2 separate regions of the Mus musculus genome follow, and region 2 is linked to region 1. The links are chromatin contacts, called in public promoter capture Hi-C maps. All regions are on one chromosome and are shown on one strand. Each heading gives the region's core, a stretch centred on a gene start, on an enhancer-like site or on the middle of the called end of the contact. The rest is flanking DNA. Distances are from core to core; before and after follow the strand shown.

What was found. Promoter capture Hi-C pulls out the DNA fragments that hold promoters and counts their contacts.
Region 2: a promoter capture Hi-C map of hippocampal neurons shows a contact between it and region 1, with 4 times the contacts expected there. The contact joins the promoter of Bco2 here to the promoter of Htr3b in region 1. A contact is called at or near these places in 5 of 39 promoter capture datasets (the 3T3-L1 cell line, cranial neural crest, embryonic stem cells and 2 more).

What each region holds. Positions count from the first base shown.
Region 1 is chr9:48,963,247-48,967,038 of GRCm38.p6, forward strand. It overlaps Htr3b (5-hydroxytryptamine (serotonin) receptor 3B), which reads right to left and starts at 1,744. Exons shown (of 9, transcript NM_020274.4): 1 at 1,500-1,744. The coding sequence starts at 1,539.
Region 2 is chr9:50,553,250-50,557,041 of GRCm38.p6, forward strand. Bco2 (beta-carotene oxygenase 2) reads right to left here and starts at 1,889. Exons shown (of 12, transcript NM_133217.3): 1 at 1,772-1,889. It overlaps Il18 (interleukin 18), which reads left to right and starts at 1,451. Exons shown (of 7, transcript NM_001357221.1): 1 at 1,451-1,728.

The sequences.
Region 1 (3,792 bases), core at 494-2,993:
AACATTCAGCTACCCAGTAAGTTTGAGGCTAGCCTGGACTACATAAGGCCCTGAAAACCTGCCTAAAGAATGAATTGACTTGTGTGGGTCTTGTGGCTAGTGAGCAGTGCAGCTGGAGGTGGACTAGCCTCATCCCTAGCGTACTCTCAGCACAGAGGAACACTTTGTTCTCACAGTTACAGGTCAACTCTACAGTGCTCAGTAAAGTGCCAGATTCTTGGTCACAAATGTCCTCCGTGTCATTCCTGAGGAGGCCCCTGCCATTAGACCCCGTTAAAACATTGTTCTTGCCCCAGTGAGAACCAAAATCCAACCAGAGTACAAAACATCAGAGGGAAAAGCTGGTAAGAAGAATTTCCCCGGTCTTCTTGACTTCATTTTTCTATTTTATCTTAGCTTCATGTTGATGGTTATTTTCTGCAAAGGAATCCATTTGGCATTAATGAAACTTCCTCTCTTTTACTCTTATAATTAAGACAAGCTTTTATCCTTGAAGTTAAATGTCCAGGAATTTTGTGGCTATTTTTCTTCTCTACCAAATGGGGGTGGGGGGAGGGATCATCTCCAGTGTTTTCTTTCTTTGTTTGTAAATGTCCAGCTTTCTAGCTAACAAATTCCTTTGTCTTTTTAACTGATTCATCTTACTTTTGGGTTCATTTTAAACTTTGAGAATTCAGACCCAAGCTCTAGGAGAGCCCTCAAAGAGGTAGGGTATAAGGGTAAGATACACAAAACTAGCGTGCTAGGAACCACCAACAGAAACCGTTTTCTCTGTCTCTTTAAGTACAGTTGGGATGAATGAAAGGATACATTACCAGATTAGAGAATGGGTTTTAAGACAAAGAGTGACACATACCCAGGTGTGGGTATGGACAACCCATAGATCCTTGATTTATCCACATTTAAAAAAAAAATCAACTGCATCCTAACTAAAACAGTCCAAGTCAGTAGAGTTAATACCACCATGGATGTATCGTTCCATACATTAAAACACACATAATATCTAAAGTATTTTAATAGAAATCACGTACTTAAAACTTACAAGCTTTAGCAATATACTGGCCACTTCTGCAGTTTCTGCAAAGCTGGAGTCAAACACTGTGATATCAAAATGATACCCAGCTGAGACAAATCCATGGGACTCTTTCTCTGCTCTGCTAAAGTTTTATAAAGAAGCCAAAGCTATCTGGGATCCTAAGAACACATTATCTATACATATCTGAAAGAGATTGCCCCGAGTTTAATGTAAATCACTGGAGTGAGCTGGATTTCTTCAGAAGAGAAAAATTTCCCGTCAAAGGTAAGTTTTGGAGTGACTTTTCATCTGTGTAAACGGAGGTGGCAATGGGAGTGTCAGAGACACATCGCTGGTCTCTGCAAAGCTCCATAGGACTAGCATTTAACAGATCATGAACCCAAAGGAAGAGATCTGAGGTGTTCCCAGCACAGTGTGGACACCACACTCTGAGAGTCAAGACAGAATCAGTCACAGGACTTACCTACTACAGCCACCAGGAGGCAGGACCACAGAAGAATCATCGCACTTGCCTATTCTGGGGCAGGTACCAGAGAAGAGCGATGGCTGCCGGCTGGTGGGCAGGCAGGCTGGTGGGCAGGCAGGCTGGCGAGCCGGGGGACACTGCTTGACCTTGCACCTCTCAGCACCCCTCCACCCTCTTCTCCTGTTTGCTCATGTGTGGTAACCTTGGTGCTGCTATTTTGTAAACATCCGACTGGACAAGACACATGAACACCACATACAGGTTTGGAAATTAATGCCTTCATGAACCCCACAAGCTTCTCCACTTGGATCTGCCCTAGGATGATGGCCAAGACTCCATCTCCCTTACAGGAGCCAGCTAAGTGAATAATGCAATTTAAGAGGGGGCCCCCGAGGAGAGGAAATTCCAAGCTAATATGATTTCCTTTACAGCCTTTACCTAAGGCAATGTTCTTGCTGGCATTCAGGACCCTAATTTCATTAATAATTGAGATCCAGATAGCTGCCTTAAATCAGATGTAGGGAGGAACATCTTCAGTCTCTGGGAACAGTCACTGGGCTCTTGAGTTAATGGGAGCCTGGTATTGTCTAATGAACATCAACTACAAACAATACAGCAGAAAGAGTGCTTTTGTTTCTGCTAGGCCCCTTTAATGAAGAGAAACATTGATTTTTGATAAATAGGAATGCTTTTTAAATTTTCACTGAGCACAGTACACAAAGTAGCCCAGACAAGATGCTTTTAGGCTTCTTGAAGACAAGAACTATTAATGTTTAACATCATTCGATGAAAGATTTTTTTTAAATGTCCCCTTAAAGATATTTTTATGTCTTGACTTTGTATGTGGGGGTAGACAAATGCTGTGGGGTACATGGAGAGCTCAGAGGACAACTTTTGGGAACTGGTTCTCTCCTTCTACCATGTGGGTCCTGGGGATTCAAATGGTGTCCCAATTTGTGGGAACCAAATCAAACTTGGATTGTCAGGCTTGGTTGAAGCACCCCTTCCCAGTGAGCCATCTTGTTGGCTCCCTGACAAAGGATTCGTTGCTGTTTGATGAATTGAATAATGTTCACTTTTTGTTACGTCACCTCCTCCTCTCTGGCTGTACAGCAGGAGTCCCTCTGCTGTCTGTGTACCTGTGCAGACACCACTTCAACATGCTCAAATAAATTAATTAATTAATTAATTAATTAATTAATGTCCTTCTCAGGCCCAGCATAACTGCTCACAATTATAACCCCAGCACTTGGAAGGAGGAGACGGGACCAGGCGTTCAAGTCCAGCCTTGGTTATCTACCAAGTTCCTGGCCAGACTGAACTACAGGAGATCATGTCTCACTCAACAAAGAAGAAATGAAATAAAGCAAACTAACACCCCTACCCCATTAACAAACAGACAATAGTCTTCGATGTAGTAACTCCACACTAGCTAGTCAAGCTAATTGTCTGTGAAAGAGTTGTGTGGGTAGAGGTAGGAGAGGAGAGCTAGCCTTCTGACTTTGTTGGATTGTGCAGAAAACATTTCAGAAGAAAACGAAGTTACAATTTAATCTGCTGGAGGTCAAATCTATGGGGAGTGTTTCTGTTGGTTTTGATTTTGAGGAACGCCCATAGACAGTGGTACCCTGGGCTTCGAGAGCCTTGCTCACTGAGAATTAATCTGGCCCCTTGCTGTCTGCTCCTGACAGTTCTAAGCGTCTGTTTTGGCTCGTGGAAGAATCTGAACAAGAGGTAGCACAGCTGGGTTGGTAGGGGAGGGATTCAGAAGCCTCCGTTCTTGCAGAAGTTTGAATTGAGTTGGTGATCCACGTGGTATCTTGCCACTCATTCTAGGGCACCATGACTCTAAGGCAGACCCTTCTGGGACATCCCCTCCCTCCTTTTCCTTTGCACTTTCTCGTGTGCCCGTCTGTAACTGCAAGGCTATTGCTAATGATGTGTGGTGCCAATCCATTATGACCTTCATTGGCTGATTTAACAGCAGTCTGGTGCTGCTACCTGCTACAGCTCTTGGCTGCTGCATGCTGCCATGAGTTTGCATGAATATGGTGTCTTCGGGAGAGTTTTCAGTCATATACCGACTCAGCTCTCTTCTTGGTGTAACTCTCTCATATTTACCCAATGGTTTTAGATTCTCATCTCAACCTTTCACTCCCCCTAACTCCCACCCCCAAACCAGTTCTTACTACATAGTTCTGGCTGGCTTGGAACTCACTATGTAGACCAAGCTGGCCTCCAGCTTACAGAGATCTGTTTGCCTCTGCCTCTGCCTTCTGCGTGCTGAGAT
Region 2 (3,792 bases), core at 639-3,138, 1.6 Mb after region 1:
AAACCTCAAGTTTTATCGAAAATAAAATAAGGGTTAAGAGAGGTTAATGACTCCTACTCAGACCTCCCATCATAATGAAATGCAATGATACTTAGCAAATGTTAATCTCCTCTACTGACCTCTTATCACCAAGGAAATGTCAAAGTATAACCTTGGACCTTTACCCTTTAATTTCAACGTTGGCCCTTAGTAATCTCATCTTGATTCGTAAGTTCTCCAGTTATGTCTTCGACCCGACTCTCAACTCTTTATCTCCTCTTCTGAATCAGCTCTTCCACCAGCAAACATCTCGCTTCAGTCTCTCTGTGGGCACTGAATTCATTTTGCTCACTCTCCTTACAGCACAGTTCTTCTGACCCCAGTGGCACAGGCCAGTAGGGGAAATTTGAAAAAAAGATGACTCTGTGGCTTACATATAAATTCCCCAGGCTCAAAATTCTGCACGGGTAACTCTGTCTTCATCAGTCTCTCTCCTGGGACTACAGATTTTTTCCTATCCGAAGCCCATCTTCCTCAGCCCTGGTACCTCAACTTCTCCTTCCTATGTGTCACTTCCTGCTGCCTAACTCAGGCCCTTGACTCTTTCTTGGCAGCCTCTCAGTTGAAGTCTGGAAAGAGAAACTTAGTGAGATGAGTTCCTGGAGCCACTGGACCATCTTAAGGGTTAGAGACCTCAGACAATTGCCTCCAGCTCTCATCAGGTCTAGAGATTCTAATTTATCTGGATGAGCGGGGAAGATGCTTTTCCACCAGTGCAATAATGTGAATATTAAATCTCCTACATGTAAATCTGGCTGCATCATTCATTCCTCCATGTGAATTCCATCCATTCAATCACAAATCACTTGTAATTGTTGAAACTACCTGAGCAGGCGAGGCACTTAAAGACCTCGTATGGCCCTCAGCCCACCCTAGCTGTTCACTCCAGCCTAGCTGGATTGCTCCCTAGTCTCATGACCATTCTATTCTCTTCACTTAGGATATTTCTCATCTCCTTCAGATGAAACTTGCATATGCAACTCAACCTTCAAGTTCCAATTTCTGGGTCACCTGCTTCTTAAGCACCGAATTCCCATTTCCTCGCTACAACTTCGGAGAGCTTTCTGGTGGCCCTTATCTTGCTGTCCTGTGTGATAAAAGGCCAGTGCACTTTACAACCTCTCCTGGCAGTATTCTTTGAATACAAAGTCTAGCTATACCTCCCCACTCCTAGCACCTAGCATGCTGCCTTACATACAATACAGCATACTATATAAGTTACTATGGTTAAATAACTTTATAATTAACTGTGCATATTGTTGCCATTTCTGGCAGTTCTATAATTAACCAATCACTGAAAATAAATCCTTGAAGTAGTAACTATAATAGAAAGCTACAGAACAAAAACCACAGGGTTTGAGACAGTTCCCCAGAATGCAAATAGGAGAACCAAACATTTGCATCCGAATACAAAGCAGTGGTTTTCAGCTGGGAAAACTCAGGATAGAGAAAAACCCTTTGAGGCATCCAGGACAAATCAGATCTCTGGGCTGAATCCTGCCCCAGTGCGTCACATTAGCTGACTGAACACTGGCTGTTCCCACAACGATGAGTACACCAATCCTGTGGTTGGTAAAACAAGCTTGCTTTCACTTCTCCCCTGTGGTGTGCTGCCTGCATCACACAAAGAGGCTTTGGAAGCCTGCTATAATCCTCAGGCCCCGGGCGCAGCAGTCCAACTGCAGACTGGTAAGTGGCCCAGGAAAGGAACGGGTAGAGGGGAGTCCCCTACCTGGGCGATGGTACACTGCCACAGGAAGAACCCTGCGGTGTCAAGAAGGCTGCTGAGGAAACGCAGAAACAGTTGAGAAATAGTATTTAACTCAGTTCTTAACTCAGGTCTTGAGATTTCTGAATCTGCAGCCACTGGCCTGATTAAGTAAATAATGAGCCTGGGTTGTCCCTGGCTCTGAGATCAAATGGGACTGGAGGGGAGGGAAAAGGAGAGGCGGGGCTCAAAACACTAACTTAGTCTCAGTTCTATGGCAAGTGTCCTAACCAACTCTAACCTTTGACATTAAAATTGGACCAATAATAGCCTCCCTCCTTAACCATTCCTTATTGGAATTTGCCCCCACCTGCCGCTAAGTCCATGGAACCAGATTCAGGGGTTCATTGTACAACTTCTCTCCTCTGAAATGATTCAGACAGAATGAAGTTTCAATTTAGACTGGCAGGCAATAGCTCACCCTTTTCCCTTTCCTCTCATCCCTTTTCTTTTACATTCATTAGGTGTTTGGGGTGGGAGGGGCGTTGTTTTTGGTTTAGTTTGCGTTGAGCTGGGTTTTCAAGACAGGGTCTTTCTGTATAGTCCTGGCTGTCTAGGAGCTCACTCTGTAGACCAGGCTGATCTCGAACTCACAGAGATCCACATGCCTCTGCCTCCTGAGTGCTGAAATTAAAGGTGATATTCATTAGTTTTATGAAAAGCATTCTCTCACAATAAAGCACAGACAGGAGACCATAAATACATATCACAGTACATAATTTTATTATTTTAACAAGTATCTTTGAGAACCTAAATAACAAACACTGCTTGGAAGCAAAAATAACAAAAAATGAGATTCAGCACCCCATTATTTTGTTATTGTTTTTTCTTTTCTTTTAATTCTAGCAATCTATGCAGAGCAGCTGGAATTCTCTGAGAGCTTAAGGACAGCCTGGCCTACAGAGTGAGTTCTAGGCCATCCAGGGTTTCATAGGTCCTGCCTCAAACAAACATGTAACTTGATGGAATGAAAATTTACAAGTTTACAAGCATCCAGGTAAAAAGATACTGCCTAATTTAAAAATACAAATTCCTTGTGGTGCCCTATTCTTATATTAGAAAATATACACAGAAAAGACCAATTGTCTATATGATAAAAAGTGGAGATAGATTTTTTTGGAGCCAACTAATGTTATATATTTCATAGACCATTTTTAATAAAATCATAAATGTGCTTTATTTGAATAGAGGAGGAATTTTTCATCTAAGAGATCCTCTGGACCAGCATTTCTCAAACCTGTGGGTCATGACCCGTTTGGGGTCAGACAACCCTTTCACAGGAGTCTCCTAAGACCATCAGAAAACACCGATATTTACATCCTGATTCATAACAGTAGCAAAATTACAGTTATGAATCAGAAATAAAAATAATTTTATGTTGAGAGTCACAACAACATGAGGAACTGTAATGGAGAGTTGCAGCATTTGGAAGGTTGAAAACCACTTCTCTAGACCAAATTCCACTTCATATTATCATAAGATAGGAGTGGCCTGCTGAAGCCATGTTTAAGCCATGATCTCCTGAGTCCCACATTACTAATTTCCTTTCCATATCATCCACTCTAACTAAAGCTTCTAAATATAATTCATAAACTTTACAAATCAATGTGGTTAATAGGTAAAAAGCCACTTGACAGCCAGACTTGTTGGAATATAACCTTAATGCTGATACTAGGTAGGGAGGTTGAGTCAGGTACACCATGAATTCACCTGGATTCCATATAGCATGACACTTAAAAAAATAAAAAAATAGCCAGGTTATAGTAACTTCCAGTTTTTATTTTTATCATAAGAAAATATTTTAAGCCAAATTTTTATTAGTCAAATATAATGGTTAAAAGTAAAAATAATCAAATGGAAATATTAAATAGTAGTAGCACACTTATATTTTATTATATGTTAAGAAACTGGACAAAATACCTTTAATGTTTTAATGTTCTTTTATAATAAAAATCAAGAAAAACACTTTAAAACTATCTCAAAAA